Regions from separate parts of the Gossypium arboreum genome. Here regions 2 and 3 are each linked to region 1. The links are chromatin contacts, called in public Hi-C maps. All regions are on one chromosome and are shown on one strand. Each heading gives the region's core, a stretch centred on a gene start, on an enhancer-like site or on the middle of the called end of the contact. The rest is flanking DNA. Distances are from core to core; before and after follow the strand shown. Region 1 holds the start of LOC108484590. Region 2 holds the start of LOC108486530 (histone-lysine N-methyltransferase ASHH1). Region 3 holds the start of LOC108486265 (putative serine/threonine-protein kinase).

Region 1 (4,000 bases), core at 1,088-3,587:
ATCGCGTCACATGAGATGGCGAGCTAAGTCCACATCTAAGTAGAGCTGTAAAATATTACAGCTTCAACAGTTTTATCATCCCTCACATTCATTTCCATATGGCATATGCAAGAGTAACCAAAAACAGCAAAGATATGATCCGCAGTGCCTTCTGCTGATAAAATATCCTTGCTTCAAGACCGTCAAGTCGAACCTCAATCCTTGCTATCCGTGCCTCTAACATTGCTATTCTGGTTTCACATGGATGCCATCCAGTTGCCACAGTATTTGTGACATTTCTGGTCCTTGGTTCATGTTCTTCACTAGAAGGTGAATCATCTTCCCATGGTTGATAATTACACATCTTAAGTAACTCAGCTTGCTGCAGTAACAAGCAAAATTCTAACATAGTGGTAAAACAATATAAAAAGTTCACCAAATATAAAAAGTTCACCAAATTAATTTTCTCGAATAGCTCAATATTCCATAATCCATGTTGCATGTAGAAGATTATAAGGCAAAGATCAAGGTTGAATCCTTTATTTGTTGATGTCTATCCAATAAGGTTAGCCCCAGGGTCAGGTTACTGTCACTCAGACTTCTCTTTGCCTGCATATTGATTAACTCACAAATGCAAATTCAAACATTGATACCTTAAATTCTGTCATAAAGAACAGATATACTTCTTGAGCCTTAAAAATCTATCCTACTGAAACACCTTATTTTAGGAAAAAGTGAAGTGTATGAATGTATATGAGACACCTTAGTTTTGACAAGGGACTATAGGATTAGGATAGTAACAGAAGCTTCCTGAGCTGACATCTAATCGTCAAAAGATAAGACAGAATAACCAGCTTGAGTTATAGAAATGGTATTTGCTGCAGATATCAGCTTCTTCAACTGACACCAGGAAATGCATATAAGCTCATAATACTCAAGTTCTAGCATCTGGCTCTGATGGAGTCAAGGGTGGTATGAAACACATGGAATGTAAATGCCAGACATTTCCAAAATTGGTTTTAAAAAGAGCAAACCATCAAACTGCTTTTCAATAAGGAAATTCGCTTGGGAAATCAGATATGTACTCAACCTAAACATTACTAATATATCACATGCATTTTCATGATTACTTTTTAACTTTTAAGTAACAATAATTCAGGACAGCTCACACTTATTTTCAATGCTTCTACTGTTGTTGCACTATTAAGGAGGCTGTTCAACTAAGGATTTGCATCTCCCCTCACCTAGCTATCTATACTAGGAGCAATAGTCTCTGTTGTTCTTAGAGTCTTACTGGATAAGTTCTGTTGTTTTGATGTTGGATGTTGATGATTTTCTATTTTCTATATTTTGGTACTTGCTGATGTTGTTGTTGCTGCTATTCCACTAAGAAAGAAGAGATAAAGAATCATCCTAATTCATTGATTAGAACCAACAAAACCTATTATTATCATCAACTCCCTTTTACACTGCTGCAAATATCTCAGCCAAGCCAATAAAGAACCTAACCTAAGAATCTTGGATTGGACCCATATGATTCTTTCCCTTGTTTGACGCAGCCGAAGGAAAAAGCTTTAAAATGATACCCTAAAAGTTAAATAACCAAGCAAACAAATTCAAGTGCTCAATTTTTGGCTAAAACAAAGAAAATGCTCAGAACCCAAAATCATTAAAAAGGAAATAAGGGAAAAAAAGACGTGCCTGAAAGAAAGAAAAGTTGTTGTCCTAGAAGCCCAGGGCCTGAATGTACCCAAGCAAAGGTTAAGGTGAGGCATACAAGCTTCAACAAGTAAAGGAGGAGAGAAAGACGAGCCACAACAAAGCATAAATTTCTTTTGGCTCAGGGTAGTAATAGCAGCTGCAGCAGTGCAGGTGAGAGATCTGTATCCTCCCTTCCCCCAACAGCTATAGCAGCTGCCGGTTGACAAGTCATCCAGATCAGATGGTTGACACCCTTTCTGTGGTCCCCATAGTCATGACATGACATGGCAAAACCCTATTGGACAGTTTTGCTGTAGATTCCATGATCAAGATCCTTTTAAGTTCAATTTGTCACGTGACCTTGCATCTTACAGGTGGCAAAATGCATTGGTTTACTCATTGCAGTAGCAACACTTGAGCTTTCAAGTTTCAACTATTTGTCTCCCGCCTTAAACAGTTATGATAAACACATTTGGCAATTCCATGAATGGGGGTTTCAAGTTTCACTTTTTTTGTCTCAATAAGCGGAGAAAGCGAGACAAAAAGGACTTCCAAAAGGAAATATTCGAATGAAACAAAAAAAGAAAAAGAAAAGAAGAGATCCTTTTGGTTTCACCCATACAGCAAACTTCCAACAATGCCGGCTTAGGACGGCCATTTTTGTCACCTTCTTCTTCTTCTATTTCCTTCTTTTCCTTCTTTAAACTCTTCCAAGTGTCATCTTTCCCCTTTTTATTCTCTTCTTCTTGGCCTTTTCTCTACTTTGTTTCTCATTATTAAACCATCAAGAAGGAGAAGCCTTTTTGGTTGCTGAAACAAAGAAATGGGTTGTGTTCAAGGCAAGAACCCAATGAAATCACCACCTAGGGGCTTAGAGAAGCTAAAAATGGAAAATGGGTATAAAGGAAAAGGAGCATTTGCGGCTCATAGAAGGTCGACTGGTCAGAGGTATGCTGATCCAGATCGGGTTCATAAACCTGAACCGCCAAAACAGCTTAATGGATTTGGTAGTGCTGATGGTGTTGTGACCGGTAAAGAAAAAGAGAGTAGCAATGAAACTGTTGAAAGGAGAAATGTTTTGGTTGCTGGAGATGAAATGGTTGACGGATGGCCTAAATGGCTAATTGACAATATCCCTAAAGAGGTTTTCGCTGGTTTGGTTCCAAAAAGTGCCGAGTCGTATGATAAGCTTGATAAGGTAAATCCCTGAGTCTGAACTTCGATGTTACATCTAATTTCTCTGGTAACAATGGCTGGCTGACTATCAAATAACTGTAACAAGTCGAATTTGGATTTTCAATAACTTGTTTACAATCTGAAAACGTATGTTCTTTTGTTTAATATGAAATTCCTTGGCTGACATCGTTTGGTTGCAAAGAAAGTGATGGAAAGAAAAAGCAATCAATACTATCTTTGATGCTATCCTTCTCTGCTCCAACCTTGGTGAGAATGTTGAACAATCTCAACTTGACAAGGCCAAGTTGGTTGTATTAGGATCATCTGAGTTGCTCTCATTATTATTATTATTATGATCATCATTATCGTCTTTGATTCCGTGAGTAACTGATGCAACTTAAAACATTATAAACTTGTATGGTAAGAAATGCAAATGATGTAAAATTTCTTTATGTTGTTTGGTTATAGATAGGCCAGGGTACCTACAGCAATGTGTATAAAGCTCGAGATAAGGTAACTGGAAAGATAGTTGCCTTGAAGAAGGTCCGTTTTGACACATCAGAACCTGAGAGTGTGAAATTTATGGCACGAGAGATAATGATATTACAGAAGTTGGATCATCCCAATGTAGTGAAGCTTGAGGGATTGGCAACATCAAGAATGCAATACAGTCTTTATCTGGTTTTTGACTTCATGCATTCGGATCTGGCAAGAATCATGTCTCGTCCTGAGGAAAGGCTTACTGAGCCACAGGTTGGATTTCTTTGCCTCTTTACTCATTCTGGGACTTCAGGAATTGGAGACACTAGTTCAATCAGTTTCTGTCTTGAATCCTTGGTGCAGATAAAATGTTACATGCATCAGCTGCTTTCGGGTTTGCAACACTGCCACGAGAGGGGCATTTTACATCGGGATATTAAAGGATCAAATTTGCTGATTGACAAAAGCGGGATGCTAAAGATTGCTGACTTTGGGCTTGCAAATTATTTTTCTCCAAACCGGAAATGTCCTCTCACAAGCCGAGTTGTGACACTATGGTATAGAGCCCCTGAGCTGTTGTTAGGTTCAACAGATTATGGAGTTGGAATTGATCTTTGGAGTGCTGGATGCCTTTTGGGTGAGATGTTTGCAGGGAGGCCAATCA
Region 2 (4,000 bases), core at 522-3,021, 960 kb after region 1:
AACTCTTGTTCTGTATTTACCCGTTAGTGAAGTTTCAAGACATAATTAGTCCATCATAAGCAAGCAAAAGAACTTAAATGTACCGCATTTCTATTCATTGATAGATATACCAAGCTAGGGTGAGCAATCGGCGAAGTTGGTGGGTTCAATAAGTTTGGTTGGATAAGTTGGTTAACTGATTTTTTTTTTTTACAAAAGGTTTTTTCATCTTCCTTGTTCTTTTAAAGTTATTGGATTTATAATAAATTTGGATTGGATTGGGTTGGTTTTGTAAATTGGATCTGGTTTAACTTCATTATATATTATATATTTATGATATCATAAATATATTTAAAATAAATAATATATATTAAGTCGGTCAGTTTGGTTGTGAAATTCAACAATTGATAACCGACTGACTAAACCATTTTAACCAAAGCCTTAACCAACTTAATCAATAAACCAGCTTTGATGGGTCAGTTATGTTGATTATAACTGATTCCTGCTAGCCCCTAGACCAAGCTGAAGAGAAAGTTAGTATAAAATATAGGTTCTACTTCAAAAAAAAGTACCCTTTTTCTATAAACAGCACATGGAACCTGGAAGCAATGAAATAGAATTGAAATGACTTGAAGGAAAGTTGAAATTTCAAGTAAAGATAATTAGAAAAATTGCAATTAGCTTCTTATGAAATGTCAAGCACAATTGAACCAAATAAACTAGATACAGTAAGTAATTAGTTCCCGTTAGAGTCAAATATTCAGCTCTACACAAATTATACCGAAAGCTAGTAACATTCAACAAAAGGAACATAAAGACCAGGAAGAAAAAAACAATTATCATGTGTAAAATGAACACACTTATATTACAGATTCACAGAGACATGTCAAAGCAATGGGATTAATCAACAGACCTACCATACATAAATCCACATAGGAAAACGCACATACAACAAGCACAAGCACATAACCTCGTAGAACCATACCCCCAGTCCACCTTGAAGCACACTCATGCCAAACAGTCTTTACCTGATTCTTGCAGTAAACACCGCAAGGACAATAACCGGGTGTACATTCTGTGCTTGTTAGTACATTCAAGCACCTCTCTCCACATGTACTATCAGGATCACTAAAGTCAAATTTGCACTCGCATATAGCAATATCTTCCTCTTTTTGCTTTTTATGTCTGCAAAAGAATGCAATTTTGGATAGCAATTAGGTTATCCTTGCGTAAATTAAAGCAAAGCAGTACCCAAAAAAAAGGCTCCAGAATGCATAAAATTGCTGCATTCCAAATAATTGAAACTGAAAACACCAAAGCAGCTACGAGCAACATGAGGTTAGTTTAAAAAGATTATGATCAAAAAAATATCTTACTTTCGATATGAGAATTCGTTTTGAAAAATGTGTTCATATTGAGGAAGGTCTTCATTCTCAGGATCCTTTAACAAAACAATATAATGCTGTAATAAAAATTCTATAAAACCAGCACCTCTAGGAAAATAATCATAACCATAATCATAATAATACCATTGGAGAGCTTCGTTACCCGGACTCGGCAATTTGGGGTGCAGTACCTGTGTCAACACGGATTCCGACACGGGATACGGGTCAGATCCGGCAAAAACCAGCGGACGGCGGTGGGTGAGAACTGAGATAAGAAGAGAAGAAAACTGATTAGCGGACTATTTGAACAAAAAATTAGGGAGTGGATAAACTACTCAGTCGGTCGCCCAATTTTAGTGCGTTCACATTTTGGTCACTTAAAAAGAAATCTTTACAATTTAGTCACTCAATGTTTAGACCAATTTTATTTTAATCACCCAAACATAAAGCTGGCAAAACAAGCCTGAGACCAAAAGTCCGCCCATGTCGATCCAAGCCCATAACAATCTGAACCTGAGAAAGTTGAGTTTGTAACAGATCTAAGCTCGAGAAAAGCCTGAACTTAAGATAAATTTAACCTAAAGCTTAAAAAAATTTAAATTTTATAACTGAACAGCCATAATATGCATTAATTAATATACATTTACGATATTTTTAAAATAAAATTAAATAAATAATAATTTTTATTTTATGAAAATGTATTCATAACTATTGCATATTTATATTAAATTTTGATTAATGGGAAAATTAATTAATAATAAATTTTATGTTAAATTATGAAGTGAAACAAATTTTAAAAACAATAATTTAATATAAAATATTTTAATACTATAATTATATATTTATAATAAATATATAAAAGTAATAATTATTAAAATCTATAAAATTTAATTTTAATGATAATATAAAAATATAATGACAGAATATATTAAATAATAATACAATAACTTGTGTTATACTTATCACAAATGACTAAACATGAATTACTATATGATATTAATAATATTACTGATAAATTTAATTTTAAACCATATGTATTTTAATAAAATTATCTACAATAACATAAATTAGAAAATTTAGAAGTTGTTTAATAATTAAAAGAAAAATAAAATATCCAAATAGAATATATTAATAAAACTATTTTGAAATTCATAAAGTTTTATAAAGTCATACTAATATGTAAATACGATTCTTAATATAATTACATAAAATTAAGTTATCTTTAAGTCCAACTCCCAAGTTTCAAATACGGGCAACATCCAAAATTTCAACCTATAATCACAATGAAAAATTCAAAGTTTTGTAAATGATTTTTTTTTAATTTGTATCAAGATTAAAAAATTTCAAAAGTAAAATATCTAATTGCAGTTGATTCTACATGCTACATCATATTTTCAATTTTATTTTGTTTCCTTAATTTCTAGATTACTTTTATTTTGGTCATACAAAAATTTCTTTTTTAAGTACTAGTCAAGGTAAAAATATTAATGATTAAAGTGAAAAAGCTATAAAAATTAAAATAATATATTAAAAATGTTAAATTGTACTTGTTTGCCCTCTTGTCAAAGTTTTATTTTTCAATATTAAAATTTTAAATTTCAAAATATCTAAATCAATTAAATAGCTTGTTGAAAATTTTTATCTCTTAATATTGTCACCGATTTGTTATTATAATATTAAAATTAATTAAATTAGTTAATTTAGTCTCCTTCTAAAATTTATAATTTTATTTTATGTTTCTAAATTAAAATCAAGTCAAATAACTCAATTTTAATAATTATCTACCAAAACTCAATTTTTATTGTATGATCTTAAATCTTTTATGTTAAGTTAAAACTAAAGAAAAACCTTGCAAATTAATTAACTTTATCTTCCATGTCGAATAAAATCAAAAGTTTTTCATTACTTTTTTACCCAAACGAAAAGCAAGCAATTTATCTAATTAATTGTAAAAAAATATTTCCTTTTAGTTTAACATAGAAGATTTGAGATTATATAATCAAAAAAAATTTAAGTTTCATAGACATTTATTAAAGGATAGTTTGGGAACATAAAATAAAATTATAAAATTTAGAAGGAGATTAAATTATTGAATTTTGTTAATTTCAATATTATAGTAACATTCGTTGACATTATAAAAGGAAAAATAATTCAATAATTTATTTAATTGATTTTAATGTTTTGAAATTTAAAATTGAAAATTTGAAAAAAAATAGAATTTTCAGAAATGGGATAAACAAATACAATTTGCCAAAATTTTAATGCATTATTTTTAGTTTCTACTAATTGTTTCCTTTAATCCTTAAATTTCTTTTACCGGGATCAAGACTTGAAAAAACTTCAATGACCAAAATGAAAGCTACATAGAAGTTAGGTGACCAAAATGAAAATGTAAACATGATGTAGAGATGATTTTGATTTTGCATGTACAGTTAGTTGTTGTAAATGATTAATGCTTGGGTGACTAAAATGAATGCTCAAGGTGTACTAATCTATATTCATGGATGAACATATTTATTAAACAAATTCCATGTTCATATATCATCAACTTGTATTTCCATAAATCATGTATCATCATTTCATGCATTTCAGACATATACCTGTAATATTTCATTTAGTGTTCATATTTTCCCATG
Region 3 (4,000 bases), core at 904-3,403, 530 kb after region 1:
GCTAAGTAAGCATAGATTCTGATTTTCCAATTACCAAAGCAACACTCCTAAAAGTAAAAATAAGTTAGCTTATTTTGGAAATATATTACCTATCCTTAAATTAAAACTCTAGATCACCCAAAAAACCAAATTGCAGTAACAATTTCCAAATCCAAGCCTAGGTTTCCTTTTCTATTTTACCATATGATTGTGTTGTAGCAGCTGGAAATAAGGAATCAAGTCAACATATTTTTAAAAAAGCATTGTAGAAATGGCTAGCTAAAGATTTATAGGTTAGTTTCAATGAATAAGTATTAGTGCAATTCAGAGTTCGTATTTAGCATCCTTACCATGAATAATTTATGATACGAGGAGGCTTCCCTTGTTTATTGGAGAATTCAGTGCCAATTTAGAAGTAAAATGCAAAAGCAACCCTTACCGGCAAAGTAAATAAAGATGGCAAACTGAACCTCTGCAACAAAGTCGATAAAAAAAGGGTTAGATTTTGTTGTTTCACTCATGAAGTCAAAGATAAATACGTAATGCCATGTGCAATGGTTAAAATGTAAATTTCACTATAAAATGCAGATTTACAAACATCAACTACGAAGTTGTCCACTCCATATATAAATATATAAATATATTGCCTAAATGTTTATAAGCTACTTACAGTATTTCACATGATAGCAAAAATAATACATTCTTATAAAGGGAAAATATTACCAAGACAATCATCATTTTCCCCATTGCAAGTTCATGAAGAAATTCGACTCAACAGCTCAACAACTTGGCTCATGACAGGCCTTTCTTTGGAAAGTTCATTTGTACACATACATGCAATTCGGAAATACTCCTTAACCTCATCCTCGATTAACTCTTTATTTGGGATCTTTTGATATATCATTTCGATTTGTCGATTTTGGGCCACCATTTTTCTAGCCCACTCCACTAGTCCCATATCTTTCCCCTCGAACCTCACCGGCCAATTGGGACGATTTTGGGTGGCAATCTCGATCATTAATATCCCGAAACTATAAACATCGGCCATCACTGTCGCAGCAGTGTTTCCTTCACGGTACTCGGGCGGCATGTATCCCATAGTCCCAGCGACTTGTGTGGATACGTGGGAATGGGCCTCTTTGACTTGCCGAGCGAGTCCGAAATCAGCGATATGGGGCTCAAAATCGCTATCCAGCAAGACATTGCTAGCCTTGATATCTCTGTGGATAATGGGCGTATCAAGGCCATGTAAATATGCCAGACCATTAGCTATCCCATTCACTATCTTCTTCCTCGTATCCCAAGATAACGTTAAACGGCCAATCGTGTTTTCTTGTTCCTCATCGTACAACCATTGGTCCAAGCTTCCTCTCTCAATGAATTCATATATCAAAACCCGATCCACACCCGAAGAACAGAACCCGAGGATCTTGATGATGTTGTCGTGACGCAGCTTGCCTAGGGTTTCCATCTCAGCTCGGAACTCCCGGAGCCCCTGAAAGGCATTTGGGTCGAGTTTTTTAATTGCGACGGTGACACCGTAAGAGAGGGTAGCTTTGTAAACTATTCCGAAGCTACCGTCGCCAATGATGAGGTCGGAGGAGAAGTTCTTCGTGGCGGAAGCTAGTTCCGCCATGTCAAGACGTTTGAGAGAGGGGTCGAAGGCGGCGCTGTCGCATGTGGTGAGATCGGGAGGATTAGGGGCGGGTTGGGTTCGGTTTAAGGACCGGGTTTGAGGAGGGTTTGGGCGGGTGGACTTTTTAGTTGATTTGCAGATTAAGATGAGGAAAGCTAAGACTATAGAGACTAAAAAGAAGCTTAAGATTGCTGCAATAACTGCTTGAAGACTTCGATCCATTTAGCGAAGAAGAAAAGAACTGCTATGAGATTAGATGAAAAAAGGAAGAGCGAAGGGAAGGAGAAGAAGAAAGCGACCGTCCGGTTTTGTTTTTCAATGATTGATGGGAGAGGGGAGGATTGGGTCGTGGAAATTGTGGACGAATCAACGGTAGCGAGAGGAAGAATACAGTGGGGTTGATCTTAGGATAAGAAAAAACTGTCAGACTTCAAAATTAGCCTCACTCATTTTCCTTTTTGGGTCCCATTTTTATTTTTCCATCGAGTAGGTTTGTTTTGAAATTGTAGGTTAATTTTTTTATAATGGCAAAAAACTTCTTTCTCTACTTTGGAGTTTATTCTAATGTCTAAGTTGGTTTGGTAACTAAAGTATTTTTCTCTTAATTATTACCATACTTTACTGAAATTTTCGTGAGGTGGAATGCGAGCTAACGGGGTGAAAATATGTAGCAATTTTTTTGACTAAAAGTTTAAACATCTCTTGACGATAATTCCAAATGTTCTTTTACTAAAACTAAACTAAAAAAAAATTACATTTGAATAAATTAATACCAAACCTTGTTATCAAAATAAAGATAAAATACAAAACCCTTTTGCTAGCTTCATTTTCTTAATATTTCCACTAAAACATACTCATTCAAGTTCTTTTTATTTTTTATTTATAGAATATTCAAGGTCTAGAAGTGAATAATCTACCCTCATGGCTTCTCTGCATCTTTTCTCCTTAAACCACCCAAAGTTTACCCTACATTTTGCTACATTTCAATTTAGTCTCTTAACAAAATACAACTTGAATCAGAATCCAATAATCTTTACTTCCAAAAGGGCATCGAATGCTTAACATCCTTGTCGAGTTTAACCTCACCGCTGGAGGAAACTTTAGCTTCAGAACAAGAGGATGAGTGATCACTTCTCCAAATCTAAGTTCAAACTTTAGTTTTAGTTCTAGGTTCACAATAAAAAACACAAAATCATGGAATGAAAAGATTAAAATTGTAACAACCTTAGTTTGCTCTTTTTCCAACTTGATGTTCAAACTATATGTTTGGAAAGTATGTTCAAACAAATGTTTGAACAAAACATAGGTAGTATGCAAAGAAGGGAAGGAGAGAAGTAAACAAAAGAGATTTATTAACACAGTTTAAATTTACCAATCTTACTTTACGAAGCATTGCTCAATGAATGATTTTATTCAATAATTGATCTAACTACCTATTGGCTAAAGCCAAATCTACCCTTACACAAGAAGCAATTACAACCCCAATAGATAGACGCAACTTGTCATAAATCACTCACCCAAAACATTACTTACACTCAAATTCAACACTAAAAAAATAATGCTTATGAAACGAGTGGAAAAAAAACAATGAAAGTCAATAGTATATAAACTAACAAAATCAACACAAGCACTCTCCGAAAGATGGATCTATTCATGCAAATAAGCTGCCTATTTATTGGCTCAATATGCAAGCCTAACTTATCAGTACAAGTAGAGATAAACATATCGTTGTGATGAGAAGTCTTCCCACGTCTCGATGACGCGGCAAAGGCAGGCCAAAACATGGTTAATTCCTTGGACGACACTCTTGGGAAATTTCCTTACTTGGACCCCAAGCATATATCAGAATATTACATTAATTAGAACCCCAAAGTTATCGAGGTTAAATGGTCACCAAGTAACCCGTAGCCTATATAAGTCACCTTAGGGTCATTGGGATTGATATATAGATTTAGACAAACAATTTTTACTATTTAGTTTTCTTTGTATTTTATTTTTATGTTCGCTTAGTCAGAAGTTTTCTATTCTATTGTAAAGATAATTGCAAGTGGAGATTACTCCATAATTACGCCTTAATATATTATCAATGAACATTCTCTCTACTCTTATATTTCATTATTTTATTTATACTTAGTTAACCGGATCAATTAATTGTAGTATGAATATTAGAATAATTTCTCGCGTTTCATTCATTCCTCGCATGATTCATTTATTGAATTGATTAATTAATTAATTCGATTAATTAACAAAAAGAATACGAGTTCATCATAGAATTAGTTGATATAAATTATGTGTTCTTAAACCCTAGGCTTGACAACCCTAGGAAGTAATCAAAGGTTACACGAGGTCAGGAGACAAGTTTGCCGAGTAAATATATATACATGC

What was found. A called contact is a pair of places that touch in the nucleus more often than the background predicts.
Region 2: a contact with region 1 is called in a Hi-C map of leaf, with 3 times the contacts expected there. The contact joins the promoter of LOC108486530 here to the promoter of LOC108484590 in region 1. A contact is called at or near these places in 2 of 5 Hi-C or Micro-C datasets (both in leaf).
Region 3: a contact with region 1 is called in a Hi-C map of leaf, with 2.5 times the contacts expected there. The contact joins the promoter of LOC108486265 here to the promoter of LOC108484590 in region 1. A contact is called at or near these places in 2 of 5 Hi-C or Micro-C datasets (both in leaf).

The regions. Positions count from the first base shown.
Region 1 is chr6:81,724,586-81,728,585 of ASM2569848v2, forward strand. It overlaps LOC108484590, which reads right to left and starts at 2,338. Exons shown (of 3, transcript XM_053029331.1): 1 at 2,303-2,338; 2 at 1,681-1,937; 3 at 1-361. The coding sequence starts at 2,338. The coding sequence ends at 226. LOC108485834 (probable serine/threonine-protein kinase At1g54610) reads left to right here and starts at 1,989. Exons shown (of 7, transcript XM_017789682.2): 1 at 1,989-2,878; 2 at 3,325-3,609; 3 at 3,700-4,000. The coding sequence starts at 2,504.
Region 2 is chr6:82,681,508-82,685,507 of ASM2569848v2, forward strand. It overlaps LOC108486530 (histone-lysine N-methyltransferase ASHH1), which reads right to left and starts at 1,772. Exons shown (of 10, transcript XM_017790634.2): 1 at 1,509-1,772; 2 at 1,356-1,420; 3 at 1,008-1,164. The coding sequence starts at 1,511.
Region 3 is chr6:82,258,767-82,262,766 of ASM2569848v2, forward strand. It overlaps LOC108486265 (putative serine/threonine-protein kinase), which reads right to left and starts at 2,154. Exons shown (of 4, transcript XM_053029603.1): 1 at 703-2,154; 2 at 419-451. The coding sequence starts at 1,837. The coding sequence ends at 734.